Regions from separate parts of the Mus musculus genome. Here all the other regions are linked to region 1. A link is a contact called in public Hi-C, HiCAR-type and HiChIP or PLAC-seq data. All regions are on one chromosome and are shown on one strand. Each heading gives the region's core, a stretch centred on a gene start, on an enhancer-like site or on the middle of the called end of the contact. The rest is flanking DNA. Distances are from core to core; before and after follow the strand shown. Region 1 holds the start of Nrxn1 (neurexin I). Region 2 overlaps Nrxn1 (neurexin I). Region 3 has its middle 360 kb from the start of Nrxn1. Region 4 overlaps Nrxn1 (neurexin I).

Region 1 (2,700 bases), core at 5-2,504:
CTACTCTCTTGTGCCCTCCTCCTCTAATGCACATCTTTACCATTTTGTAAAGGATAGAGGTAAGGTGGAGAAAACTAATAAGAATATATATATATATATATATATATATATATATATATATATATTCTTATCACAAGGGAGGTCAACTGGTTCTCCCAGTTCCTAGAGGAAGCTCATTGTGTGAGAGACAGTATCTATATCTATATGGAGAAAATGGATTCTCCCTAGGTGCCCAGAAAGACCTGGTAAGTTCGCAAATTAGAAGATGAAATAAAGGGATCTGAAAAACAACCATACTGCAGCCAAAACAAGAAGCGCTCTAATTCAAAAGCTGCCTGGCAGCCTCATTAATCTTTTCTACTGTTTCTAGAACAAAATTCATTCCCAAGTCACTGGACAGATCAATACTGTATGCTGATTAGCTGCAGTTGCCTTTATTTTACCATGTCTTCAGTCACACACACACACACACACACACACACACACACACCTTACTAAGAAACCTTTCAATATATATCTCCATAAAGACTCTGAAATCTATGTTTTTTTTTAATATACAAGTTTTATCTTTTTGGCTGTGGCTTTTGCAAAGTATCTCAATACCAATGCACACCCAAAATTCTCCCTGGCTTTCCCGCCCAGTCTCTAAGCACCATCTCTAACACCAGTGCAGTTTCTTGAAGCCTGAAGTCTACTGCACAAATTAAGGGTGGGCACAGTCAGGTCTGCTCATGAAGGAAGAGAAAGGAAGAGATGTAGATATATTTTATTGTTTTGTTTTCTAACTGCCTTTCCCTTTTCTTTCTTTGGATGATAAATCACTGCATTCAGCCTTTAAGTTACTACCTAGTTCCACCATCTCATCTTGCCATTTGAAAGGCTACATGCAAAACAACCAAAATCTCCACTCCTCCACCCTCCCACCACCCATCCTTCCCTCTGTAATTGTGGCAGATCCTGGCCCAGTTACAACAGGGAAAGATATCCTTCTCCAGCTTGCCTCGCCCCATCTCCCCTCCCCCTCCCCCGCGCCCAAATTGAGCTCCTTTACCTGCCTGGTTATTCCCCTTAGCTCGAGCCAGAACCTGAAGCATGCATCGGTAAAAGCGAATTTCCTGAGGTCTAAGGATAAGGCGACTGCTGCTGCCTTTTTCCGAGGCGTCAGGCTTGAGCGTCTATCTCCAAGAGTGAGGAAGGGAAGAACATGGAACAGAGAGGAGCAGCAGGGGGAGCAGGAGGAGGAGAGGGAAAAAGGGAAGGAAGAGGCGGTGGTGAAGCCCGAGAAGGCTGGGTTACGTGACGCCGGGTGCTGTCCTTCTGAAAGAGAAGGGCGGAGCTGAGCTCTCCGCAGTACCATGGAGAGCGGCCGGCCCGTGCTCTGGCTGGGGAAAGGGTGGCCTCAGCTGGCAGCTGCAGCCCCTTCCAAGTTCAGATGCTGAGAACAAGGTGTCTCTACCTTGGCATCTTCCCCTTGCAGGGGGAATCTTAGGGCGGAGACTTGCCACAAGCACTTCTAACTAGTCATTCGCCACCCCACCCCCCCATTCCGAGAGAGAGAGAGAGAGAGAGAGAGAGAGAGAGAGAGAGAGAGAGAGAGAGAGAGAGAGAGAGAGAGCCTACTGAGCATGCCCAAGCCCCTGTTATAGACCCACGAAAATCTTGTGGAGATTCCACTTCTCCGGGATTTAGCCGTGATTGGGCGGGGGTACCTGAGAAGATGCCAGAAAAGGACCCCGCAGCTAAAGGGAAGGAGCTGAAGCCGAGGGAATGGTGACTAAGAGGAGCTCTGGTTGTGTGTGTGCACCTGGATCTCCTGTTCTGAATCTTTGCAAAGCTAGAGGCTCTTTGAAGAATGCAGGGGCAGGCAGGACTCAACACCTGCACTGGCTTCCTACAATACTCAGTGTTCCTGCCCCACCCCTTGCTATAGCCCTGCCTGAGCCATCTGCCTACACTGTGATAAAAGACTTTAAGAGCAACCCACCAGGCTATTGCATCAAACTGGAGACCAGACTCATGCGTCTCCCAAGGTGCTTTCCTGACAGTTTATGGGTCCTCCAGCTTTCCATTCTCTGCCTCCGCTGAGGGCATCCTGAGCTGAACCAAGTTCTCTATCTATTAAACTCTTCCCCCGCCCCTGCGCCCCTATCTCTTCCTTCCTTTAGCCTCCGGTAAAACCTGGAAAAAAGTGTAGAGTGGTGTGAGTCTCTGTTACTGTGTAATCAGGCATGCTCAGTAGGCATTTCTGTGCCTGGTGAGAAAAGAGTTAACTCTAAGAGAGCTTGCAGACAAAGTGGATAGAAGTCTGGAATCTGTGGCTTTAAATTACGCATTGAGTCCTTTGGACATTTACATTTCTATCCCCGTTATATTTCCACCACAGATTTGTTTTAGAGTAGAAATACCAGATATTTTTATTTCGGTATCATAGACTTGATAGCCTCAGCCTCAAATGCTGAGGTAAGACTATTTTCTGCCTTCAGACTCTTTAAAGCAAGAATGTAAGAGCTAGGCAAATTCAGGAGAATTGAGATTTCCACATACAAGATTTTTTTTTCCATCCAGAAAAACCAGAACTCTCTCCTAAATATTAGCATGTTTACACTTCTGCTACTTTTGTTCAAATATCTAAGTAACCTCAGACTTACACATCTTTTAATGAACTCAGAAAAGCAGTATCATCTAGGGAAGACATATGTA
Region 2 (2,700 bases), core at 139-2,638, 510 kb before region 1:
TGTTAGTAAATCTCACTACATCATGACCAAGAGGCCAACAAGAATTTCTTCCACTGTCAATATAAGTCAAATTCTTATCTGAACATTTCCTCTCTGAGCAAAAGGATCTAGGAAAGAACAAAAGAGCTACCCAAAGTCACACATGTCAAGCAATGAAGCTCAGACATGTTTAAATGTGATCAAAACTTTGGAAGTGACAACATTCAATAAAATGTTTTTCAAAGCACAATGTGAAAAGGTAGATCAGGCCGGTGTGCCTCATGTCCAGGTCCAGAGAAAGAGATCCGCTAGGGAACAAACTGATCTGCGTTACAAAAGAAAAGAACATGCATAGGATGTATGCAAATCTCCACTTAGACATGGAATCCGTTGGAATGGAAAGTCCTGGCTGATTAGGGGGCCTTTTACTCGCTTGGCCAAGGGAAACTCAGTAGCCGGCAGTTAGCTACCTTTAGTCGAAGATTTGAATGGAGATACGGAAAATGCTAAAAGATGAGGAAGGAAATTAATTTGGGATTTGTAAGAGGGATAAAGGAGAAGGGGACAAAGTGTTCACCCCCTGGATGACCTAGATGTAGCCAGAGTTACAAGGTGTAATTTTGCTAAGTGGCCACCTGAGGGCACTGTCCGCTATACACCTAGGACCATAGTCGGGCCCCAATCAAATTTTTAAAAGCCTCAATTTGCTGATGGATTAACTTAATTCTTAAATAAGGACACCCATGGAAGATGGAGACCCAAAACTATTCGTCTGTTCTATTTTTATTCTTGAACTACATAAATGAATAAGCAAGACTGACCTCAATTCAAATCCCGGACACTCATAAGGATTACATACAATAACCTCATTTAAATCCATTGAGTATTTAATAGGGACTCAATAAATATCAGCCCCTTTCCATATATTTTAGCATAGAAGTTGCCAAATTAGGACAAGACAAGCACACGGAGGGATTGCATTATTTCACTAAAGGGGTCAGTACTCAAAAGTTCCAGAATAAATAGAGTCATGCTATGAGATCAGTCCAGAGTACATGAATGTTGTGTCTTTCCTTGCGTGTTGCAGCTTGTACTTAATAGCCAAAGGGAATAGACATCGGCAGCTGGGAATAAAGATGAAAACAAATTGTATCAGCAGGGAGAGGCATACACCCAGGAGACTTGGGCAGTGCGAGAAAAGATCGCTAGAACAAGGTCATCAGCACGGAATTTCTTTTCTGGAACTCTCCTTGGGTAGAGGCTTGTTCATGACGATTTCCATATGAATCGAGGTGGGGAGGAGAGAGGTCTGGGTTTCATATTTCCACAATTACAAGATAAAACCCAGTCTTGGACAAAAGCCTGAATGGCTGTCAAGGCTAAATGTGAATTTTACATTCTGGAAACAAAGGCATTCTGTTTGCCTGCACTAGAGGAGCGAATTAATCCCCTCCCCAACACTGTGTAACAGTGCATGGCCCTATGCTGCCCTCTGGTGGTTCTTTTAGGTATAGTAATGTAAGTGAAAACATCAGAAATTTGATTTAGCCAAGTGACTTCAGATGAGGACTGACCAAAGTCAAACCCATTAAAAAGTGAGTTAAAGATTGTATAACATAAATTGTGCCTTGGTTCAGGATGCTCACGACATGTAGTGAGGATCTCTGACTACATCTCTAGTCGTTCCTGGGCATCCTTGGTGAGTTATTCTAAGAAGAACACGGAATTCTGCACTTCAGGAACTACCAGGCATGCAGTGTAGCTAAGCTGACTGCTTTCCCTTAGAGAAGTAAAGATTCTTCATGGATTTGAACAGGGTGTGGATAAGTCAGAATACATTTAATTCTCAGAGGGTGAATGTCAATGAAAATAAACCCACTGACTCAGATACAGTGATTCTCCTGCTTCCTGTATTCCTACGTGACTGGCAGGCACAGTCAGTTCCAGGTGTGAAGCCCTGCATGTCTCATACCCATAAACTCATCCTTAGTTCCCGTGGCTGCCCACGAGGGAAGAAAGAGCAGCCATTGGTTGTTTTCACTTGTTCTTCCTGTATCCTTTAAACAAGGCTTTCTCAAAAAGTCTTCATGCTCAGCCCAGTTGCGGTACCCACACGCAGTGCCATAGCTTTCCTCCCTGTCATGTCCTACATGTGAGTGCTCAGACGCAGTGTGTTCCTTGGGATGGTAACTTCATGGCAGGACCCTCAGCAGGAGTCAGTGCTCAGTAAATAGCATCTGGCTAGCACCGAAGTCCTGCAGAGCAAGGATGTGATGGGTTACATCACGCTCTCCCTCCAGAGTGTTTCTTGGGATTGCTGTTCCTATTAAAAGTCACAAACCCACTTATAACCTGAAACTTCAGCCTAATTTTAGGGAGCAGCTCTTGTTTTGTGACCTCATCTGAGAGGTCTGAAAGCACAGTGGCTTCACAGAATTGAGCAGGATAACTATTGGATTAAATAAATAAATAAATAAATACGTCAACCTGAAGAGGTAGATCTGTAAGTAAGAGTACTGCATACACAAGCATGAAACCCCCAGTTGGTATCCCAGAATCCACACAAACAGCCTTCGTGGCCATGCACATGCCTGTAAATCAGTGCAGAGAGGCAGAGACAAAACAGGAGTATGGCTGGGGATTCCTGGTCCAACGAGAGACTGTGGCTCTAAGGAGTATGATGAAGAATGCCACAGTTAAGACACCCAACACCCTTTTCTA
Region 3 (2,700 bases), core at 162-2,661, 360 kb after region 1:
AGACTCGGCAATGTAGAACATGGACTGAGAATACTGCTCAGCTGCACAGCATGCATGAAACCCTTGGTTCAATACTTACTACAACATAAATAGTTGTGGTGGTGACTACCTGTAATATTGCCTATTGTGGGTGGAATTAGTCGGATCAGGAGCTTGATGTCATCCTTGGTTACACAGTGACTTTGTGAACAGAAATGACTTCAAGAACCATTATCTCATTATTTTTTATTGTTTTTTTGTTTAGAGTTCTACACCAACTTTACAAGAAATATTAAAATGTATTAAGATTGAATTGCTTATTAGTTTCATATTAGCAGTACCCTTTCAATATTTTGAAATATCTCATAGACCTCACTCATAAAATGCCTTTGGCAATTTGGTATCTTGGTAAGGTCAACTGGTGAATGCTTTTAAGATATATATATTAAGTTATATATATATATATAGTTTTATATATATATGCTTTTAATATATATATTAATGCTTTTAATATATTAAGCTATATATATAACTTAATTTCAATATATAACTTAATTTTTCATAATTTGCCTTGGTGTTTCCATCAACATGAACAAAGATCTCTCTCCCTCAGTCTATCTTCCCTTCCTTTTCCCTTCCCCACTTCTTTTTCTCCTCCCTCCCCTGCTCTCTCTCTCTCTCTCTCTCTCTCTCTCTCTCTCTCTCTCACACACACACACACAAACACACACAATTTAGAATGACATTTTGTTCAATTGCACTTATAGTCAAGCCTTTGATGCACATATAACATTTTAGAATACATAAACCTCATGAATTCTGGTCGCAATAACTTAAGAGTAGGACACTCATTCATCCTTACCATTTTGCTATGTCTGTAGCTGAGACTGGCCCTAAGTGTGCTATGCAGTTAAGAAAAACCCTGAACTCTACCTTTTGCATCGACTTCTGAAGTGGTGGGTTTACAAGTAAAGCGTCACATCTGGAAGTCAAAAATTCTCCTTGATTGTGAAATTATATCATTTAAAATTCACAATGTTGGTCACAAATGTGTACCCTTTACAACAGAATCAAAAGAGGAGGAGGAGGGGGAGGAGGGGGGAGGAGGAGGAGGAGGAATAAAACAAGAAAAAGAACACACACTGTGAAATCCTTTCAGAACACTTTAAACAAAGGACTTTCAATGCATAGTGAGGGATGTAGTCTCTGAAATGTCTGGAATATTTTAAGAGGTAAAAAAAAAAAAACCACATGTCTTGCTTCTCATAAAGTTGTGGAAATGGTGTTTATATATAGCATGGGTCTAAAGAATATACAGAATTTAGGGGAAAATGTCAGAGATATAGCATGTTGCTAATGGAGATTCTCCCAGAGCACTAACTAGGACCTTTGCTGGCTCCGCCAGCTAAATATTCTCTTTGTCTTTTCTTATTCTGTCAAGTCAAATATGAGGCCACATTTCTCTGAAAATCCCTGTTGATTGAATTCTGGAGCCCAGATAAGCATAGTGACAGAACTTCAAGTAAAAAATATCTGAAGGGAAGAGATGTAAAAGACATCACTTTTCATCTAGAAGCTACCATCTGGGGAAATGTAAGGCAGCCTTTCTCAAGTCATAGCTACCACCTCATTACAAATGCTTCTTTAGTGCTACTCAGCTGCTCATTTGTCTCTCTTCTCTCCACCTGCATATCCTCCTGGCCAAAATTTTAATAATGGTTGTCCCTTTTCCCAGCCCTAAATGTGCCAAGCTCTGGACAGCTTGTGAAAGGCTTTGCTTCAAAGTTAAATGGAGAATTTGGCCAGGATTTAGCTGCCATGGAGACATCCTAGATTTTTTTTTTCACTTCAGCACACATTTGTCTAAACTGAACTCCTTTTTAAGTTCTTCTTCACAGTACCTCTCTTCTCACTGTTTTAGGCCACCCCTCTCACTTTGTCTTTCTTTATTTGCTACTATTTGTTTGACATAATTTAAGAAGTTCTAGTGTTTGAGGTCTGCATATATACTTACTAACTCTCTATGTTTATTTGTTGTAGCATTCTTTATAACTATGCTTTATTTCTATTGGAAAGCTCAAAACTGATTTAACCTACTTTATTTCTGTCCAAGGATGGAGTACCAGTGTTTGCACTGAAATCCTATAATATCCTGAAGACATTTGCCCTACTCATAGTTAATGACCTTGCCTTGTTTCACAATAACTATAAGTTGAGGTTCACTACCATTTGGAAATTTTGTTGACCTAATCTGACAAACAGACAGTGGTGGAAACCTCTCCAGCTTTCAGCCCTCTCATTTTTGTATTATCTTAATGCTGTTATATTACTGGCTTTGACTTCCCTCTGAATCTATCATTTCATCGAATCTAAATTCTACCTTACAGAATTATTTTTAGCTAGCAATATGACAACCTTGAATGCAGAGTTGATTCAATGTGTATACAACTATAGTGGAGAACAGCACAAACTAGCTCTATCATACTGTAAAAGAGAGGCTAATTCCTGAGTTTGAACTGTAATCCTCAATTCAGCTATCTATTTTAACTATTATTAGTTTTTGTTTCCTTAGGCTCTATCCATTGTGAAACTTGTTTCACTTCTCAGGTATGCTTATTTCTCTGCCTTACCAAACCCACTATCCACTGTTTAAATGGATTTCTGGGACATGAAATCTTAGGAAATCTTTGGTTCAATCTTAAAGATGTTTGGATCTTGGCT
Region 4 (2,700 bases), core at 69-2,568, 400 kb before region 1:
CAACAATGATGAGGATATCATTTTCCTATTATTCAAAACCATATGCTTCTAAATAAAAAAATTATCTTTCATTTTGAAAGTAATTAAGAATGTTTCAATAATGATGATTTCCCCTTGAGGGGGACAACAATTATAGTGCCCAGAAATAATTTTCTTCTAAACATAAACACTTTGATCCAGAGAAACAAAGAAAGGGGTATATCATCTAATAATACAAAGTAAGGAGAGATGTCAAATACTCATTTAGTTTTAGATGAATTTCAGATAGTTCCTTTAATGTGGCTCAACCTTGATAAAGTTATAAACTTGCATTTCTATACAAACTTTGTCATTGCTTGCATCATGCTACATAGTCATTGGTGTTATTGTAAGTGTCCTATTAGGTTCAAATTCGGGTGGTAGAACTAATTTATCAGCACTGTCACCACCACCACCATCATCCCCACCACCACTTTTATGGTTACATTTAATATAATACTGCTTCTGTCATTCAGACACACAAAAAGTAAGACAAATTACTTCATCACCTTGTCTTTCAAATCATCACTAGTTTCCTTGGACACTATAATTCCTGCTTCTGCTGTTTCTAGGGTAACTTGCCTTGCCTTACTTATGGACCTTGTGCTGTAATTTTGTTCTGTTGGCTCTCCACATAGAATCCTCGGTGAACAGATTTTATGTGTTGGCTGTCAGTTCCCAACACAGAGCATGGGACATGGTAGATATTGATTAAAGTGAACTGGTTTCGGCAAGATGGCTCAGCTGGTAAAGGTGTTTGCTGTCATTACTGAGGGGCTGTGCTCAATCTCACAACATCAGAAAATGAAAGGAGAGAACTGATCCCTGTAAATTCTCCTCTGACAACTGTAAATGCCATGCCACGTACACACTGAGCTTATGAACGTAAATTCAAAAAATGAGTAACTGTATCCACATATTCGAATATCACTTTTAGTAGAAGGGCTAATTTAAACTGGACACACTGCTCAGCGGGAGCTGAAACCAACAGCCAACGCTCAGTCTTAGCCACTGTTCATTGCTGCTTTCTGCTGGGCTGAAAAATGTCATATTCTATAAAATGTATCAAGTACTTAGAATTAAAATGTCACTGAGCCCCCTACCAGACCATGTTATGCTAGCTTGGTATTTGAAAGCACCACAATTCATTATGCCAACTGCTGATACAGTTCCAGGCTATGGGGCATCTGCCGAAGATGATGGGAAATAAAAATCTGTCGTTCCCTGAAAGGGAATTGCTGTGCTGTGAAAGCTGAATTCCAGGCAAGAACTCACCAGATGCTTTTTGAACTAAAGAATTGAGTTCCAGTTCCTTGGGGACCTGAGCAGATGGGACTCCCTGAGCCCAATTTCAAAGAGGAAGGTCTATGGCAGGATGTCTGGTTTCTGCCCCAATTGTTCTTCCCCTGGTCCCCAAGGCTACAATGTACAGAAGTTAATTCATTCTTGAGCAACATTCCTGCACAGTGTTTCATGGAAGTCTAGAAACCACATCTAAATGTTTCCTGTGAATTCCTCTTAGTATACATGGCAAACTTTTCTTTTATTATTATTAGATATTTTCTTTATATACGTTTCAAATGTTATCCCGAAAGTTCCCTATACCTTCCCTCTGCCCTGCTCCCCTACCCACCAACTCCCGCTTCTTGGCCCTGGCATTCCACTGTACTGCCTGTACTGGGGTATATAAAGTTTGCAAGACCAAGGGGCCTCTCTTCCCAGTGATGGCCGACTAGGCCATCTTCTGCTACATGTGCAGCTAGAGATATGACCTCTGGTGGTACTGGTTAGTTCATATTGGTGTTCCACCTATAGGGTTGCAGACCCCTTCAGCTCCTTGGGTGCTGTCTCTAGCTCCTCCACTGGGGGCCCTGTGTTCCATCCTTTAGATGACTGTGAGCATCCACTTCTGTATTTGCCAGGCACTGGCATAGCCTCATACCAGACAGCTCTAACAGGGTCCCTTCAGCAAAATCTTGCTGGCATATGCAATAGTGTCTGGGTTTGGTGGCTGATGAGGAAGGCACATGACAACCAAAGTAGGAAAGGTGCTGTTTAACCTTAAGTCTCCCTTCTCCAAAGTCCTGCAAATCTAGGCTGCCTTTGCTATTTTTCCCTATAAAAATTCATTTTACTCTTAATTCAGCAAATGTTGAGTTTATTGAAACCCTGCAATTGAATGAAAAGACCTGAGAGAGCATTATATTATGGGAAGAACACAGAATTGGAACTAAGGGCAAGGGTCCTGTGGATGGGTTTGTCAGGTTCTAACATGAGCTAATTAGTGACTGCATTCTGTTAGGTCAGTTATCTAACATATAAAATCGCCATGTCTTCCTTAGTCTGATAGAGAGTCTGAGCTAAACCAGATTCTCTGAGGCAGCAAACCGAGACTTGGTTTTTGGAAGGCCGCCCAAAGTCACTAGAGAGTTATCATTTATTCTCAGAAAGATGAGCATGGAGGGAATTTAGCCTGAATATATACTACAGTTATTGCAAGAAGTCACCTGATCCGTGACCTCACTTGTTCCAGTTGAACCACCAAAATGACATCTGATGAACATCTGATCTATTATGGAAATACTTACTATGGAAAGGAATCTGTAGCTATGATGGCAATCGGTGTATTAGGTAGGCCAAGCATGAGTGTCCATTAAATTTCCTCTATATTTTCCTATAAGC

The links. A called contact is a pair of places that touch in the nucleus more often than the background predicts. HiCAR-type assays count read pairs that join an accessible place to other places. HiChIP or PLAC-seq counts read pairs in DNA pulled down with a chosen protein or histone mark.
Region 2: a HiCAR-type map of astrocytes shows a contact between it and region 1, with 3 times the contacts expected there. The contact joins the enhancer-like site here to the promoter of Nrxn1 in region 1. A contact is called at or near these places in 2 of 39 promoter capture datasets (hippocampal neurons and stem cell-derived epiblast-like cells), 2 of 484 Hi-C or Micro-C datasets (cortical neurons and embryonic stem cells) and 2 of 115 datasets of contacts at active chromatin or transcription factors (astrocytes and forebrain).
Region 3: a contact with region 1 is called in an H3K4me3 HiChIP or PLAC-seq map of neural progenitor cells, with 14 read pairs. The contact joins the enhancer-like site here to the promoter of Nrxn1 in region 1. A contact is called at or near these places in 1 of 39 promoter capture datasets (liver), 1 of 484 Hi-C or Micro-C datasets (cerebral cortex), 3 of 115 datasets of contacts at active chromatin or transcription factors (astrocytes and neural progenitor cells) and 1 of 9 other capture datasets (adipose tissue).
Region 4: a Hi-C map of cerebellar granule neurons shows a contact between it and region 1, with 1.8 times the contacts expected there. The contact joins the enhancer-like site here to the promoter of Nrxn1 in region 1. A contact is called at or near these places in 3 of 39 promoter capture datasets (hippocampal neurons, neural stem cells and stem cell-derived epiblast-like cells), 3 of 484 Hi-C or Micro-C datasets (cerebellar granule neurons, cerebral cortex and neural progenitor cells) and 1 of 115 datasets of contacts at active chromatin or transcription factors (astrocytes).

What each region holds. Positions count from the first base shown.
Region 1 is chr17:91,091,548-91,094,247 of GRCm38.p6, forward strand. It overlaps Nrxn1 (neurexin I), which reads right to left and starts at 1,255. Exons shown (of 23, transcript NM_020252.3): 1 at 1,052-1,255.
Region 2 is chr17:90,583,668-90,586,367 of GRCm38.p6, forward strand. The region is part of intron 15 of Nrxn1 (neurexin I); the gene reads right to left. Among named protein-coding and RNA genes, the nearest start is that of Gm32337, 120 kb to the left of the region's middle. Within about 2 kb of position 1,389, at least 64 of the 459 cell types and tissues checked have an H3K27ac peak or open chromatin away from gene starts, as enhancers often do. A contact at or near this core is called in astrocytes, cortical neurons and forebrain, where this site is marked.
Region 3 is chr17:91,450,215-91,452,914 of GRCm38.p6, forward strand. No RefSeq gene overlaps it. Among named protein-coding and RNA genes, the nearest start is that of Nrxn1, 360 kb to the left of the region's middle. Within about 2 kb of position 1,412, at least 23 of the 459 cell types and tissues checked have an H3K27ac peak or open chromatin away from gene starts, as enhancers often do. A contact at or near this core is called in cerebral cortex and neural progenitor cells, where this site is marked.
Region 4 is chr17:90,692,858-90,695,557 of GRCm38.p6, forward strand. All of the region lies in intron 8 of Nrxn1 (neurexin I), which reads right to left. Among named protein-coding and RNA genes, the nearest start is that of 4930480K15Rik, 170 kb to the right of the region's middle. RefSeq lists an enhancer at 2,523-2,700. Within about 2 kb of position 1,319, at least 2 of the 459 cell types and tissues checked have an H3K27ac peak or open chromatin away from gene starts, as enhancers often do. A contact at or near this core is called in cerebellar granule neurons, where this site is marked.